Linked DNA regions of Mus musculus: region 2 is linked to region 1. The links are chromatin contacts, called in public Micro-C maps. All regions are on one chromosome and are shown on one strand. Each heading gives the region's core, a stretch centred on a gene start, on an enhancer-like site or on the middle of the called end of the contact. The rest is flanking DNA. Distances are from core to core; before and after follow the strand shown. Region 1 holds the start of Pear1 (platelet endothelial aggregation receptor 1). Region 2 holds the start of Isg20l2 (interferon stimulated exonuclease gene 20-like 2).

Region 1 (4,311 bases), core at 1,038-3,537:
CCCCTTAGGAGGAGCAGGACCCCAGGAAATGCTGAGTTCACGTGTCCAGAGACATCTTTTTGCTGTGGACTCTTTCTGCCTTCCCCCTGCAGTGGTCTCTCAGCCTTGGAGGGGATGCTATAGCTGTCCCAGTTGGGATGATACGTCACCATTACTAATTCTCTGCACTTTGGTTACATGTTTCTGCGTTCACCCATGCCTGCTGCTATATGAAGCTTCCCTGAGCTATTCTCTGGGAATTCTGGGTGTGGACCTGGCCAGTGTTCATCCTCACGGATGATATTAAATAAAGATTGCTTTAACTGAGGGACAGGAAAAGGCTCATGGATGATATTAAATAAAGGTTGCTTTAGCTGAGGGACAGGAAAAGGAAGAGGAGGAGGAGGAGGCAGAGGAGAAAGAGGTAGCAGCTTTTCTGATGAAGGCTGGAGGAATCGCTAATATTGTAATAATGTGGCTATTTAGAAGGCAATCTGATGTGACTGTTTAGCAAAACAGTAGAAGAAACTATTTCTGGGACTCAAGTGTTAAACTTTCTTAGCAGGAATGGGATGTGGGCCGTAGGGCAGAATGCAATCCCAGAAAAAAAAAAGAACATGGAGCAGAACATCTGAGCACAAGTGGAGCCACACATATGTCTCACTTTCTTTCTGCACCTCAGTTGCCCTCATTGGTCATTTAAATGAGAAAGATCAGGTAATTTCCAAGGCTTCAAAAATGATGGGTCTTATGCCGCCTGACCTTGCGTTGGTTTTTACTGCCCTCTGCTGGACATTTTATGGTACCGCAGTCCAACTTCGTATTTCCTTCTCTGAAACACTGTTGCCATCCACTGCACCTGAGCTCTGCCCAGTTTATCATCAGAACAACTGTTAAACAGCATTGCCTGTCTCTCACCTGGATTATAATAATAATAATATTAGTAATTATTATATATCAGTATTATACACAATATTAGTAAGTATTATACACAAACAGCTTGGAACCACAATATCCAAGAATCAGGAATTGTCAGGACACAGCAATCCTGTTCTTGAATAGCCCAGTGCTGTCACCTGCTGTAGTAGAGAACACCCAACGGCCCAGAAACTTTATGGTGAGGGGAAGAAGATGGACATACGTGAGTACATACTCTATGATGACATTTACACGGATATTCTAGAAATATAAACTACAGAAAGCAAATCAAAACTTTCGTGGGGTTTGGGCTAGGGGTGAGGACGGAATCTGCGTCCTTACTGTAGCCTAGAGTAGGTACACTGGGGGAGATGGACTTTAAAACATTAGATTGACTTCTGTTGCAGGGGAGGGAATATGTACCATGCTATGGCACTGTTGTGGGCATAGATGACAAGTTTTGGGATTTGATTCTCACCTTCTACCATGTGGGTCCCTGGGTTCAACCTCAGGTCATCAGGCTTGGTGGCAAGCGCGTTACACCCCCTCGACCCCTCCCTGAGCCATCTCTCCATCCCCAGAGAGGGACATTTTAAACCACACTTTTATTGGGATGAACACATTTGTCTAAGCCAATGAAACAGCATGCTAAGTAGAATAAGCTAGATGTGGAAGGTCGGAGGCCGGAGCTGAGGTACATATAGCCTAACTTCACGATGGCTACCAGGGCCAGGGGATGCAGACTGAGTTTCAGTTTGGGATGAGGAGAAAGCTCTGGAAATTGACAGTAGCAAAGGTTTCGTATATGTGAAATACTTTATGCCACCGAACTGTATACTTAACATTTGTTGAAAGGATGTGTTTTATATTGTGTATGTTTTGCCACGATAAAGTTTTGGAACATTATTCATCAAGCCAAGTGGGCTTATTTTTATTATATGTCAATCACTCTTAAATAAAGGTGTCCCTGCTGTTTAGAATTCAACCTAGGGCCTGCAGCATAAGCCACACTCCCCCAGGCCCAAGTTGTCTTTGTTCTGAGACCTGACTGTGGTAGGTCGCTGAGTTCTTCGGAGCAAGCTGATGAGCAAGATCTGCTTTCTTTATGTAGCAGAATCCTGCTTCAACTCTTGCAAAGGTCCCAAAGATCTGACCGCGCAGGCAGGGTGCCCCTCCCCTGAAGGCCGCCAGGGGGCGCCGCCGGGCAGGAAAGAGGGGCGTCGGGTGGACCGCGACGCCGGGAGCCGGGGCTGTCAGGTTGGGCGGCTCTCCCCGTCCACTTCGCAGACAGGCGTGCGGAGGGCTGACCCCACCCGGCCGGGCTCCAGCCTCCCCGCGCGGACTTCCTGCCTGGGCGCGGGCGGAGGCCCACCCCCTTCCTGCCCGCGCAGCCAGCTCTGTCGGCCAGCAGGACCCGTCGGTACAACACGCCGCTCTGAGCTCCGAGCTCCGAGCCCCGAGGCAGGTGAGTGACCTGCCCTGGGCTCTGGAGCCCGAGACCGCTGGGCTGAAACCTGAAGAGAGGAAAGGAGGAGATGGAGTGGGGACTCCTGTGTGTGTGTGTGTGTGTGTTCCGTCTAAGTGGAAAGAGAAGAGAAAGGAGAAAGGAGAGAGTTAGGGGAAGAGAAGAAAGTGAGATCTAAGTAGAGAAAGCCGCCTAAGTGAAAAGAGAGAGAGAGAGGAGAGAAAGAAGAGAGCGAGCAGAGAGGGAGAGGGAGACCTAACTAAGTAGAAAAAGAAAGCTGCGTAGCTCTGAGGATAAGGAGCTAGGATGGGGACCAGCCTGGGAGAGCTCTCTTCTCGCCCTGAGGAAGGCAGCCTGCAAGTCTCCTGGATTCCAGTGTGCTGTTTGCTAGTGTAGAACCATGGTGGTGGTACCGAAGCCCTGAAAAGCAACCCTAAACCTTGTCTTCCCTCTATCCCCCAATTTCTTCTTTCTGGGAGGACCAACAAAACACAGTTGCCTGCCTGTCTCCTCCTATGTCTCGCGGAGAAAGACCCTGTTTAGTGTTCATAGTGTTGCCCCCTACCCCTGCCCAGGGAAGAGATTGGATTTGCGTGTCCTTTCCCATCTTGTAGGGGAGAGGTCAGCCATAGGCACCTACAGTCTCTGAGGCTTGTTTATTGTTGTTTTTTTGTTTGTTTTTCTTTTTCCTGGATGATGTGGGCCCATAGCCAGGCTGATAGTGTGAGCCCTGGGGCCCGGGAACCCAAGCTCCATCCAGCAAGGCCTCCCTCACTTCGCATCCCTGTTTCCAGCCTCTAGCCACGGACTCGTGACTCCTTGTTTTGGACTTTTAGTAGAGCCTGCTGCCCCAGCTGGGGACGGTGACCCCTGGTCCCCGGAGACTGGAACAGCGTGTGCTGGTTGAAGTTCCCAGGCTCAGCCAGGCCTTAGCTCTAGGCAGGGCCGGATAAGGGGTCAGTTCTCAACCCCTGCCTATGCTAGGCCTAGGGGGTTGGAGGCTGTTCTCCAAACCCAACTCCAGCCCACAGTACAGTGCCCTACCTCTGGCTGTGTGTGCATGGGTGAGATGGGTGTGGGCTGGCCTCCCACCTGCCAGCCTACCCTGCTTGGCTGCTCTTCCAAAACCTGCCCCCTCCCTGGCTTGCCTTTTTCTTCTCAGTGAAGGGTGAAGTGGGAGGGTTGGCTTCTGCTTCTCCACTCCATTCCAACATGCCCTATCAGACAACCCAGAAGAGGAAACCCTCCCCAGGCAGCCTGCTCCACCAGCGAGAAACCCAGAGAAAGATAGTTGCCACAGCCACTGTATGTGGCTTCTCTGAGGAAACTCCAGCTTGGAACAGGATGATGGCTCCTGGTACCTGCCCTGTGGGGCAGCCAGCGTGTGGGGTGGGGTGGGGGGAGCTAGCAGAAAGGCAGGAGGAGAGAGGATGGACAGACATAAACACAGACGCAGGCCAATGCAGACACACAGACTTGGCAAAACAAGGCCTGGGGAGAGAACTGTGCATATGGAGCTTGAGAACAAAGATGCCAGGTCGAGGAGAGGCCATGAGGGTGGAAGGAAGGGCACACAGAGTCTGCCTGAGGCCTGGTCTGAACCCCTGCTGTGCTGTAGCTTGTATGAAGAATGGCAAAATACCCACCTAGGGCAAAATACCCACCTAGTGGTGTAATCGCTAAGAGGAGGAAAAGGCTAGCCCTCCCTGTGTTTCCCTCATGTTACACACCTGCATGTCGCCTGAGAGTGACCTGCAAGCAGGACCGTGAGTGTGGGCACCTCTCCCTTCCTGTGGTTGCATCTGGGACTCAGTCCCTGTGTTTGGGAGGATTTGTGGACCATGATGGGCACTGTCCCAGGCCCGAGGGGGCAGGATGAGGACTCACATCTGCTCCACACCTGCTTCCTGCTAGGTGACTCGGAGCCTTGCATGTCTGTCCTCCGTTCA
Region 2 (4,311 bases), core at 800-3,299, 160 kb before region 1:
TTACCATCCTTTGACACCTCCCCAGAATATCACTTGCTGAAAGTCCTCTCCAGACCTCTCTCTACTGTCTCGACCCACGCTCCTCACCTGACTCCGAGCAGTCTTAAAGGGTGTAGCGTTAACCATGTGGCACTTCCGGATGCCACTCCATCTGGTCCGGTAGTTGACGATGTAGCAGGGGGGGAGGACGTACTCATCGTACAGCACATCACCATTGTAATTTACAATGCTGCATCGAGCCAGGGAACTAACGCGTCCCTTGGGTCCTGTGCCCACCATTTCACAGTCTATTGCCACCATCTTCCCTGGCAAGTTTTGGGGGACTGTAGGGCACTTATCTTCAGAACGAGCTTGGGTGGAGTTCGGTACAGCATTTTTCTTCAAGGGCTTCTTCTTGGAGCCTTTATCCTTTGACTGAGCTTGGGTGGAGTTCTCTGTAGCAATTTTCTTTTTCAAGGACTTCTTCTTGGAGCCCTTCTTCTGGGTGCTCTTAGTCTTTGGAAGGGCACTCTGAAACTCCCCTAGCAAATCTATTTTAGACACAACAGAAGCAGTCTTCTTTGAAGGAGCAGGGGTCAGCCAAGACAATGGTGCTTTCTTGTCTTTGGACTGCTCTGAGTCCCTCTTGGAGGCAGCTGCCTCTTTCTTCTTTGGGCATGGAAGGATCTTCAAAATGCCATCTACTCTTGAAGTTTCCCCTTTCTTTGGAGGTTCTGAGTTCAACTTAGACACCTTGTTAGGGGGTTGGTTCTTTTTATTCAGAAATCCTTTCTGTTCCAAGAACCTTCGCTTCTTGACAAAGCGTTGATGTTTGGCATTTCCTCCAAATGCCTTTTTCGAAGGTTGCCCAAAGTCTAAATTCAGGAGTATGGTAGACATGAGATCAGTGGATGGTGGGAGGAAGCTGGGAAGAATGGCTCACTGATAGCAAAAGGATGAGAGGCTCATCCTCTGTGGAATCCCATAGTTCAACATGTGGAGGTCTGCAATCAGCCTTGGGGACAAAGTAATCCTGATTCCCGCACCATAGGCCTGAGAGAAAAGAAGATCAGTTCTGGAAGACATAAGTGATAACTTCCACAAGCCCCAAAGCCCGGCTAACTACTGAAGCCTCCACAATTCACCTTTAGGTTGGTCTTAAAAGGGTTATTTCCCTTCTCCGGATCTCTGTGCCATTTTAAAAACTAAAGATGCTGGGGCTGGAGAAACGCCTTAGTAGTTATAACCTTGTTGCTCTCGCAGAGATATTAAGTTCAGTTCCAGGCACCCACGTTGTAGTAGTTCACAGCATCTGTACCTCCAGCTTCAGAAAAAACTAGATGCCTTCCGATCTCTGCAGGCCCCGGGCAATTAAACGATACACATACATAAATACAAACAAAACACTCAGACAAATAATAAATCTAATTACATAAAATGAGGGTGCTGAGGCTGCGGATAAAAAGATGTGGGACCCACGGAGATCGACTCTATCATGTCTATGAAGTCAAAACAAGGGCGTCAGATGAGACTTTTAAGTACCAGTGGTGAGAAGAAACAACACAAATACCCTCTGGATCACCCAGGAATTCTCAGCGTGCTACGAAATGAAGACCAAATCCAGGTGTCGCGCTCCCTCGGCTCCACGTGGGGGCGATCTCCTCACATACCTTACCTGTCTCCCACAGTAAGGACACAGTGGAGGGCCAGCCACCTCGGCCACCACATTCTTGACGATCCACGAACTATTCCCGAACACCCTATACACCTACCTCCAAGTTGGTTCCCCACTAAGATCGCAAGCGTCCGAAGCCGGATGCAGGCGCAGGCGCGCGCCGACGTATGCCGGGACGGCAAGAACGCGGGCGACAACGGGAAGGCGGCCGGCGCGCACGCGCCCGCAGCGCCCCCACCTCAGGCAGCGAGGCCAGCGACTCGGAGTGCGTGAGCAGCGGGAACGGCGGTGGCGGCGGCGGCGGCGTGGGTGGGGGCGGGGGCGGGATGCGCTCCCCGGCCCCTCGGGCCCCGTGGAGGTACAACTCGAAGGTGGTGGGCCGCGGGAAGCGGAACAGAGTGCGCCGGAACCGTGGTCCCACTTCCGGGAGGGAGGGTGGGACCTGCAGCTGACCCCCTCGCCGTAAGCTGGTGCTGGGCGCGCTTCTGTGACGTCTCCGAGTCCCCTGCGGCTGCGCAAATGGCTTGGCCCAGTGGAAGTCGTGACGTTGGGCAAGTGCGCCTTGTTCTAAGGATTTGTAATAGGACGGGATCGCCCTGAGAGGTGTCGTCGGGCGGGTTCGGAGTTCTTGCTTTGCGTCGGGCGTGCAGAATTGAGTCCGGTTTGGGTTGCATGGTTTCGTGGTACCGACCTTGTGTCTCCTCACCTCCTCCCTCCTTGCACCGACATTTCACGCCACAGGATGCGGGGCGTTTCAGCCCATGGCCTCTCGCATGAGGAGAGAAGGCAACTGGCTGTGGACCTCACCCGCGTCCTAGCTCACTACCGTTCCATCCTGGACGCCTACATCATCGTGAGGCCACCGGGCTGAGGGCGGGGTGCTTCTTGGGGGGCGGGGGGTGAATAGGAGCCCACTGCAGAGAAAATGTGGAGACAGCTTTTATCTCTTCCTAATAAGGAACGCGTTGACTACTAGAATACTTTTCACCCAGCCTTCTGACTCTAATACTTAAGTTTTGTTTGTTTCATTTGAAACCCCACAACCAACATTTGGCCATGCTACAGTTGCATAGAAACATACGAGAAACGAGATGTTCCATAGGATATCCTCCACTAAAGGCAATAAAGAGTGGGTTGGGGAAGAGGAAGTGCTTGGCCAAATGTGGTGTACCCTTGTAATCCTGTCACCTAAGAAGTAGATGCAGGAGAATCGGGAGTAAAAGGTTCCCCTGGGCTACAAAACAAGTTCTAGGGCAGCCTGGACTGGACGATGTTACTTTAAAAAAGGAGGGGAGGGAAACAAAACAGGGCAGACATACATAAAGTTACCTTTCTGTAATCTCGCCCCTCAGAAGACTAAGGCAGAATTGTCTTGACTTGCAGCCAGCTTAACGAGTGTTGAGACATGTCTCATTTCCCCCCAACTCCCCCCCACACACACAGAAGAGCACCAGCAAGGCTTGTGGGTGGGGTGATTCTCAACCTTCGTGATCCTACATCCATCCATTTAGTACAGTTCCTCATGTTGTGATCTCCAACTATAAAAGTATCTTTTGTTGCTACTCTGTAACTGTAATTTTACTACTGTTATGAATCGTAAATACCTGATATGCGGGATAGCTGAAGTGTGAACCCCCAAAGAGGTCCCAACCTACAGGTTGAGAACCGCTGTTTTAGGGTAAATGTTTGTCTAGGACTAACAAGATGGCTATGTGGTTAAAAGCATTTTTGTTTGTTTGTTTTTTGTTTTTTCGAGACAGGGTTTCTCTGTATAGCCCTGGCTGTCCTGGAACTCACTTTGTAGACCAGACTGGCCTCGAACTCAGAAATCCACCTGCCTCTGCCTCTGGAGTGCTGGGATTAAAGGCATGCGCCACCACGCCCACGCCCGGCTTCCTAACAAGGCTTTTAATTGCTCCTTAATTAGTTCATTATTTTCAGATGGGTACTCACTATGTTGAAATATCTCATGGAGATATTCTGGCCTTTGCCACCTGAGTGCTGGGATCCTTTAATAATAGACACCATACCTGGCCCCCACAGCCCCAGAATTTTAAAAGAACAAATGAATGAATTAAAATACACAGCTGTCTGGACCATAAAATAGCAGGTTACTAAATAGTTACCTGTTAATGCTGTGGTGAGATCATGCTAGTGATGCATGATTTAAAAAAAGAAAAGAAAAGAGACATTGGTCATGCTGGAGAGATGGCTTAGGGGTCAAGAGATTTTCCAAAGGACCCAGGTTCAACTTCCAGCACCAACATGGCAGCTCACAACTGTCTTTTAACTTCTGTACTAGGGGATCTAACACCCTCACCCAGACATACATGCAGTCAAAACACCAGTGTATATAAAATAAAAATAAATAAAAATTTAAAAACAACCAACAGACCAAACAAGAAACTAAATGGAGAAAAACAGAAATGAATGGGGTGTTAATAATGAGAGGTGTACATATAGTGCAGTCTGTACCACATGGGTGCTAGTAGAGGCAGGGACAGGCTTGAGAGCTGATACAGATGGACAGGAGATACGGGCATCTTGTCATCTTGGGCACTAGTGCCAAAAAAGGCAGGTGATGAGCTGGAGAGTTGAGATGGGGCTGAGACAATGGGAATAGTTGTAGAGTCCTTCAAACTGCTTGGCTCCTCCTG

The links. Hi-C and Micro-C count contacts between places; a contact is called where the count stands out from the background.
Region 2: a contact with region 1 is called in a Micro-C map of palatal mesenchyme, with 2.1 times the contacts expected there. The contact joins the promoter of Isg20l2 here to the promoter of Pear1 in region 1. A contact is called at or near these places in 20 of 39 promoter capture datasets (the 3T3-L1 cell line, 3T3-L1-derived adipocytes, the C10 cell line and 12 more), 3 of 15 datasets of contacts at CTCF or cohesin (CD8 T cells, the NIH/3T3 cell line and pro-B cells), 31 of 484 Hi-C or Micro-C datasets (B cells, the Ba/F3 cell line, CD4 T cells and 21 more), 18 of 115 datasets of contacts at active chromatin or transcription factors (the 230-238 cell line, CD8 T cells, the HPC-7 cell line and 10 more) and 4 of 9 other capture datasets (adipose tissue, embryonic stem cells, liver and 1 more).

Annotation. Positions count from the first base shown.
Region 1 is chr3:87,766,929-87,771,239 of GRCm38.p6, reverse strand. It overlaps Pear1 (platelet endothelial aggregation receptor 1), which reads left to right and starts at 2,287. Exons shown (of 25, transcript NM_152799.2): 1 at 2,287-2,362.
Region 2 is chr3:87,928,052-87,932,362 of GRCm38.p6, reverse strand. It overlaps Isg20l2 (interferon stimulated exonuclease gene 20-like 2), which reads right to left and starts at 2,049. Exons shown (of 4, transcript NM_177663.4): 1 at 1,752-2,049; 2 at 88-1,032. The coding sequence starts at 879. Rrnad1 (ribosomal RNA adenine dimethylase domain containing 1) reads left to right here and starts at 2,168. Exons shown (of 8, transcript NM_153562.4): 1 at 2,168-2,507. The coding sequence starts at 2,397.